Regions from separate parts of the Sus scrofa genome. Here region 1 is linked to region 2. Evidence: chromatin contacts called from public HiChIP or PLAC-seq data. All regions are on one chromosome and are shown on one strand. The core of a region is the stretch at or near the end of the contact, and the rest is flanking DNA. Distances in the headings are between cores, read along the strand shown.

The links. HiChIP or PLAC-seq counts read pairs in DNA pulled down with a chosen protein or histone mark.
Region 1: an H3K27ac HiChIP or PLAC-seq map of skeletal muscle shows a contact between it and region 2. The contact joins the promoter of PDK4 here to the promoter of ASB4 in region 2. A contact is called at or near these places in 2 of 47 Hi-C or Micro-C datasets (heart right ventricle and skeletal muscle) and 1 of 2 datasets of contacts at active chromatin or transcription factors (skeletal muscle).

Annotation. Positions count from the first base shown.
Region 1 is chr9:75,257,584-75,261,507 of Sscrofa11.1, forward strand. PDK4 (pyruvate dehydrogenase kinase 4) reads right to left here and starts at 2,551. Exons shown (of 11, transcript NM_001159306.1): 1 at 2,212-2,551; 2 at 1,117-1,258. The coding sequence starts at 2,326. The region is part of intron 3 of ASB4 (ankyrin repeat and SOCS box protein 4); the gene reads left to right. All of the region lies in intron 2 of LOC106504960 (a long non-coding RNA gene), which reads left to right.
Region 2 is chr9:75,108,887-75,112,796 of Sscrofa11.1, forward strand. It overlaps ASB4 (ankyrin repeat and SOCS box protein 4), which reads left to right and starts at 1,492. Exons shown (of 6, transcript XM_021102414.1): 1 at 1,492-1,782. The coding sequence starts at 1,596.

The DNA.
Region 1 (3,924 bases), core at 1,301-3,800, 150 kb after region 2:
TAGTCAGTTACCAGTGGCTGAAAATAGATTACTTTTTTCAAATGATTTGAAATGAGAATATATTATGTTAAAACTTTTCTCCAAGACATTTGGAAAACCGTTGTCTTAGAAAAAAGAAAGCTACAACTTTAATCCTCACCTTTCTAACTTAAAATTTATGTTTCTTTTACTATCCCAGAGTAGCATTCAGTTTTGTTTCATTTGGCAAATGTCTTTTTTTTAACAGCAAAAGCATTTAAACAACTTTTACAGAAAGACTTCATGGGTTTTTTTCCTACTGTATTTACTCATAGGTGAGTAGGAGTCTTGAAATTAGCAGTAAATACTATGGTTTGAATATGTTTCCAAATGCAATAGTTTAATGAGTGTATGTATAATACTTTTATTTATTAAATCAATGGAAAAAGCTGTGCAGTCAGTGGATTAGAGTGAAGCTCTGGTGCCTATCTGCCTTAGAGCATATCCTGGCACTGTTCTCTAAAAATCTGCTCTTGGGTTATGTACTCCCTCTAAATCAGTATCCTTATTTGCAAAATGAGATACTAACTGACACTGAGTGCTGGCTGGGTGCCAGGTACTGTTCTAAGTGCTTTTTCAATTGACTAGCTCATATAATTACACTTAACTATCCCTTTCAAGCATATACTTTTTTCTCCTCAATAACAGATGGGGAAATTGAGGCATAGGTATGAGACACTTGCCAAGGAGTCCACGAAGAAGAGGCAGAGGCAAGATTTGAACCCACAGCCTGCTTTGTTCATTTGTTTGTATGTAACAAAGATTAGGCTCTCTCTAAATAGTAGTCACCTGTATCTATTTCTAGGATAGGATTCCTTTGTAATATCAAACTGTCTTATTATTTAAAGTACAAATTAATATAACCAGAAGTAAAAACTGTATTGTGAAAGTACCTACTTTTTCAGGGCAAAATATTTATAGCTTTATAATTGCCCTTATAACTCACCCTAAATTAGTAAAAATATTATTTTTATCTTTCAAAAGTATTTAATGTTCAGGCCACCTGTTGTCTAATTATGATGTTAACATATTACAAGAATTCTCACTCAGATCCCTGTCTTAAAACTAGATACTGTTTCAGAATGGTTCATCACTTACCAGCTCTTAACTAATTGCACTGAAGAGGTATTTACTAATCGATCAGGGAGGATATAAATTTCCTTCAGGATATTGGCTAGCCTCACAGGCAACTCTTGTCGCAAAAATGCAAAAGAGGTTCTTTCACATGCATTTTCTGAACCTGTAATAAAATATTATTTAGTTTTTGGGAAAATGTATAAATTATATATTTGAGTAGTATTAACTATCCAATATTGAGCACACACATAAATATATTACAAAATTATATTTCACTCTCAGTTGGGTTACTACTTATAGGTAATTCAAGAGTAAGCATCTTCTTTATTATCTTTTGTCTTTTTCTTTCTTAAAAAGTGACCAAATATGACAAATATTATTTTTTCTTTTTGACAAAGATTCTCTTTTCATAATACCCCCCAATATGAATCTTAGTATTCATAAAAGAGTGCAGGATTCAATCAAATGATGATGTCAAGGAGACATCATTTATATAGTCTTAGATGAAACTGGAGTGAGGGGATAAGGGGAGGGGTGGGAATCCTGATGTTTCCAGACTGGCGATAAATAATACCACATTTAAATCCTTGAAATTTTCTTTATGAGATTTCTGCAGAAAGTTTGTAAATATTTGCAGCAGTAATGCAAATATATGGATGGTAAAGAGACAAATTTGTTAGGAATGCAGCGAGATGAACCCTGTGGAGGGATGAAGGGTGGCTCAAGGCTAAAAATCTCAATTAATCTGAGGCTAGTTTATAATATTAGGAATCTTCTTCAAGATGTAGTATGCCCTGAAGAAGGGTATAAAGTTGTTAAATGGTGACTGAAAGCAAAAAGTATTTTGACTGAAAATTTTGTACAGTAAGAGAAAAAGATGAGCTCAAACCATCCAGCATGTCAGGCTGCAAGTGGCCTTGGCCTGCAGGCACTGTCAGAAAGAAAGCAAATCTAACAAAAGGCAAAGTGTACTAGTGTTGAGGTTCCAGGGTTTAATAGGAAAGTATACCCCAGGTGTTTTATGTAATGGACCCAGCCCTCCCTACACAAGGTCTGAAAGTTTAAGGCAGCTTCCAAGTCCCTGCACCCCAAGCTGGGCCTTATGTCCCCACTCACCGAAGTCCAGCAGCTGCTTTATGGACAGCGGGGATGGGCTGTAGCGCGAGAAATGCTCGACCTCTCGGGGAACCAGGGAGCCAGCGCTGCGCATCACAAAGCGAGCCGCTTTCATCCTGATGCCTGTTCCAGACTGGAGCTGAGGCTGGTTGGAGGGGTGAAGGCTGCCAGAAGCAGGACCTAGGACCTTGTAGGGCGCGGGAGGGGCACGTCCCTGCGGAGAGAACAGGTGGGGTGGTGCTCCCAGACCTAGGCTGAGGTTCCGGGGTGCTTCTTGGTGGAGGAATGAGGCACTGAGTCGTAGGAGCAGTAGGTAGCCTGAGACTCAGATTGGTGTCCTGTCACCACCCGCGCCTCCCAAGGTTTTATTTGTTCCCCTGCACGCCGCCCCCCCCCCCAACTCCAAAGGGGAGGAGTCACTGGGACTAGGAGAAGCTTCCTGAACTTAGGTCCAGGCCACTCAGCTCCGATAAAGAACTTTGGGCCCCGCCCCACGGACGCGGAGGCTTTGTGCTGGAGGCTGTAAGGGATAAAGGGGTGGGAGGAAGTCGACCTCAGGAGGTGAATAGAATTAAGATCCGCAGTTTGGAGGAGGACTCCGGATAGCGTGGGCGGGGCAGTGGGGGCGGGGCGGCCCAAGCTTGTCCTTGTTTACCAGTGAGAAGCTGTGACAGTGTCACGCATTCTTGGCCAGAAACTATTTCCAAGAATCTGGGCTCCAGAATCTCATTGGTCGTTGCTAAGAGCGCGGCTTTTACAGTAGCTAATCAGCTGTGTCTAAAAGTATGGGATTCTCTGCTGTTGGACAGCGAAAATATTCCATTCCTGGATAGTACACGTTGTAAGGAACTGGAAGTTCCTTTTGCAGACTTGAGGCGCAGCCCAAAGTACGTTTACTTTCTTGTGGTGACAAAACATTAATTTGTTTATTCCCAGTAATACATTCTCTCCATTAGGTTTAACAGTTAATTAAAAACAAAATTAAAAAGGGATTAATTCGTCAGTTTGACTCACTTTTTTCCCCTCCCATCAGAGAATTTGCTCCCTCTTTCTTCCTGTGTGAAATGTACTTAATCCAAACCTTTGCCGAAGACATTCTTTCCCACCCGTAAATGTCCAGCACAAACTCTATGCTGCAAGATATCTTCCTAATTGCCTCTCCCCGCTCCTTCTTCCGAATATGGCTTTTGTCACTTATGACATTAGTTGTAGCTATTTATGTTCTTATTTTGTCCCTCTCCCTGAAAGAGATCAGGTTTGGAACCATGTCTGGTATATCTTTCGGATTGCTTACTCTCTTTGTTGCTACCCAGGCTTAAACAGTTGCAAAAATTTGGGGAAAATTCCACATTGCCTTTCCAATTGATGTATAGTTGATTTTACAATGTTGTGTTAGTTTCAGGTGTCAGCACAGTGATTCAGGGATGTGTGTGTGCTGTTTCAGATTCTTTTCCCTTCTAGGTTATTGCAAAATACTGATTATAGTTCCCTGTGCTATATAGTAGATCCTTGTTGGTTATGTATTTTACGCATAATAGTGTGTATGTTAATCCCAACCACCTAATTTATCCCTCTTCCCCCGTTTCCCCTTTTATAACCATAAGTTTGTTTTCTATATCTGTGGATCTATCATGTTTTGTCAATAAATTCATTTATATATATTTTAGACTCCACATATAAGTTATATAAGATATTTGTCTTTGGTTTACTTCA
Region 2 (3,910 bases), core at 242-2,741:
AATATTAACAAATATTTTAAACATTAAAAAACCCCAAAACTAATCTACAGTATTAAAGGTCAAGATAATAGTTATCATCGGGATCAGGTGAGTGTTTTGATTAGAAGGTGACATAAGGAAGTTTCAAGTCTACCTGAACTACTCTGTGGTTCTACGTGGGGGTTGGTTACAAGGGCGTATTCACTTTGTAAAAACTGTCATGCTGTACACTTGTCATTTTCTACTTTCTTATATTTATGTTACATAGCAGTGTGTAACAAGTTAAAATATTATATTATGATTTGCATCCACATTTATATCCTTAGGTAAATTCTAAGAAAAGAATACATTATAATTTTAAAATTCATGTTGCTAATTATTCTGCCAAAAGATTGTACCAGTTTTGACTTTCACCAACAATATATAAAATGTGATTTCTTTGTGTTCAAATGAACTCTATCATAATTTTTCTAATTTGTAATGACTTACACATTTAAAAATTGAGTATTTTGGAGTTTCCGTTGTGGCACAGTGGAAATGAACCCGACTAGTATCCATGAAGACACAGGTTTAATCCTGGCCTTGCTCAGTGGGTTAAGGATACAGTGTTACCATGAGCTGTAGTGTAGGTCACAGACGTGGCTAGGATCCGGTGTTGCTATGGCTGTGTGTAGGTTGACACAGCGATAGCTCAGATTCAACCCCTAGCCTGGGAACTTCCATATGTCATGGGTGCAGCCCAAAAAAAAAAAAAAAAGAAAGAAAGAAAGTGTATTTTTCTTTCTTGCTTTTTAAACTTGGAAAGATTTCAAACTTACAGAAAAGATGAAAAATTAATACTATGAACATATATAAATTCCTCATTAAATTTGCTAACTTTTAACTTTTTGCCACATTTGCATCCTCTATTTATGCACACACACACACACACACACACACACACACATATCTATACCTGTGTATAAAATACAAGGTTAGATGTTTTGTCCCTTTAGTCTCTTTTTATCTAAAATAGCACTCTGTACCCTCACCCCACCCCACTTTCTTTCATGACATTCAAATTTTTCATGTGTAAATCACTTAATAACCTTATGTTCATTTTCAAATGTGTATGACCATGCTTGATTTTGCAGGCTCATACTACAGATTATTGTAGGTTTTCAGAAGCACATGTAACAACAACTGTAACAAATTTTCATTTGTGGCTATTGGTTAATCAGAGCAAGACACTGGATATCCAGTTGGGCACACCAGATGTTTTTACTGAGGGGGAAAAAAAAAGCATTAAGATCTTTTAAATCTTACATTATTACTTTGATCATATAAGAAATAATGGTGACATTTTATCCTCTAAAATGTATGGCAAGGGTTTGCCTTCATTTGACATGCAATATTATTCAATGAATTATTATAGAACCAGCTTAAAAGACCTGAGAGTGCAGTGACAGCCAAGAAGGATATTTTGAAGTTTGAAATGATCCCTATATAAATAGAACGGATCAGCATAACTTTGGGATAAAATTAGCTGACAGTTTGTGGACTCTCTAGCATGTGCCTGTTTGCTTGGTGCTGTTCTCCTGATAAATCACAACAAAGCTTCCAGAGGGAGAGAAAGGATGGACGGCCCGGCTGCCCCTGTTACTAAATCTGCAACTGCCAAGTTAGTTAAGAGAAATTTCCTTGAGGCTCTAAAGTCAAATGACTTCGGAAAATTGAAGGCCATTTTAATCCAACGGCAAATAGATGTGGACACAGTTTTTGAAGTTGAAGATGAGAATATGGTTTTGGCATCTTATAAACAAGGTAAACATAGGTATAGTTGTAAAAGTGATAGAAAATGGATTTTTCTTTAAATGCAAACCATTAGTTACCCAATCTAAGCTGGTAGCTCTTATTGTTTCTTTACATATTTAAAAACATTTCTCACGTAATTGTTTCTTTTTTAAACTAGGTGAAATGGGCTTATATATGTATATGTAAACCTCTTTTTCTTTTCTTTCCTTCTCTTTACTTTCTGTATCCTTGTGCCTGGAATTCAAAATCCTGTATAATCATATTTAGTTATGCAAATTTCTTTAATTTCTAACTCTTCTTCCTCCTCAACATAGAGTAAAGAAGACATCTCTAGGTTATGGTTAAACAGAGTGCTAAGATATAATCCAGACAGTATAACTAGGTTGGGTTCTGTTAACATGGCCACTTAAAGATAGATCATCTCTGCGTCCATCTGGAGGAATAAGAGGATTTTTGCCCTTATCTGGAGGATTAATAGATGGGCAGGGGGATACCTTGAAGCAACTTGATGATCCTCATCATTTTAATGAGTTTTCAGTTCAGGCAGGAAAGCCAAAAAGTTAACTTTTTTCCTTGACTGCAATGACAGAACAAAATTGTAGATCTACTTAACACGGAGTCTCTGTCTTATGAAAAACTGTGGATGACACAAATTAGAACTGATTTTTTTTCTTATCAAGGGATTTTCTGGAATCCATGCTTAATAAATCAGAAACAAAATAGAAGTGAGCAGACTCTGATTTCCCAAATCAGCCAGTTAATGGGAGAATTTGAGTAGCGAGGCCATCTGGTAAGCAGACCGCAAACAAACACCATGTTCAACATCACTTCTGTTTAAACAAAATAGATGATAAGGTCTTGTGTACAATGTTGAGCGGGAGATAGCAGTTCTTTTTTCATGGTTTAAATACTTTCCATTTGTGTATAGATCATCAGTGCCATCAATTTTCAGAAATTAATGCTAATGGTATATGTATTTCTACCTTAATTTACTATACTCTGCTTGTCAGTTCCGAAGGAAGGATGAGATCATTGAGGCCAGTTACTTCCTGCATTTATGATTTTTACTTGAGAGTTTTATTATAAATTGGCATTGCTATTTTGACTGGAAGATGAAGAGGTCTGGTTTTTAAAATGTGGTTGATGGAGGCACTGTTAAGAGGAATCTATACTATGTGACTGTTTTCATCTATGAATTTACTCAGTGAAAGACTGAATGCTACATACATTTTTAAGGCATTGTTTAAGCTTATGTTTGTGCCTAGCGTAAAGTAACATAGGTCCAAATCAGCAGGTAATTTATTTGGCCCTGAGTTGTGAAGAATGCCTTTTCTCATCTCTTGGGCTTGCCAAATTGCGATACACGTGAAGGTTCTGAAGTTGTGAGAAAGGAAGTTTTAGTGGCATATTCTGGAGTAAAAGGGTGCTGTTTCTTTTGCTTCTAATGGGGTCATCATCCTGAATCAGAAAATAAAAAGCACTTTAAAATCTTTCTGTCAATATGAGCTCCATGGTCTTCATAGAGCTAAATTTTCATTCATTCTAATGGGTCTTTTCATAGTGTTAGGGCTGTGGGATGTGTTTTCATGGTATTAGGACATTAAATTACACCATCTGGGGCCAGGGGAACAGGGGGAGAACAGTTCTGTTCTTATGCATGCCAGGTGGATGAATACAAGAAGGGAAAGGATTTGTTGTCATATCTTCAGGGTTTATGCAGGAAAGTGTGTGTGTGTGTGTGTGTGTGTGTGTGTGTGTGTGTGTGTGTGTGTGTGTGTAGAGAAAGAAATACATTTACTCTCTTTTTAATCTGCATATGGGTAAAAGAATCTATCTCTCCAAGCTTAATCCCAGATTAAAGCCTCATCTTTCCTTTAAGTTTCTTCAGGTATTTTCACATCTTCCAGCCTAGTTATCAAACCTTTTATTTCAGTCAGGAATGGCCATGATACATAGAATCCTAGTTGCTAGCCAAGCAAAGTAGACCTAAGTAGGTATATCAATTTCTAAGTCCAGAGGAATTCCCAGAGAATAGTGTAGAGCTGAGCAGACTACACAGGTTAGTTAGTTAGTTAAAATTAATTCCTTTCTGAATACTTGTAAGGAATGAGAGACCCTTTTCTGTGTGGCCTTGAAG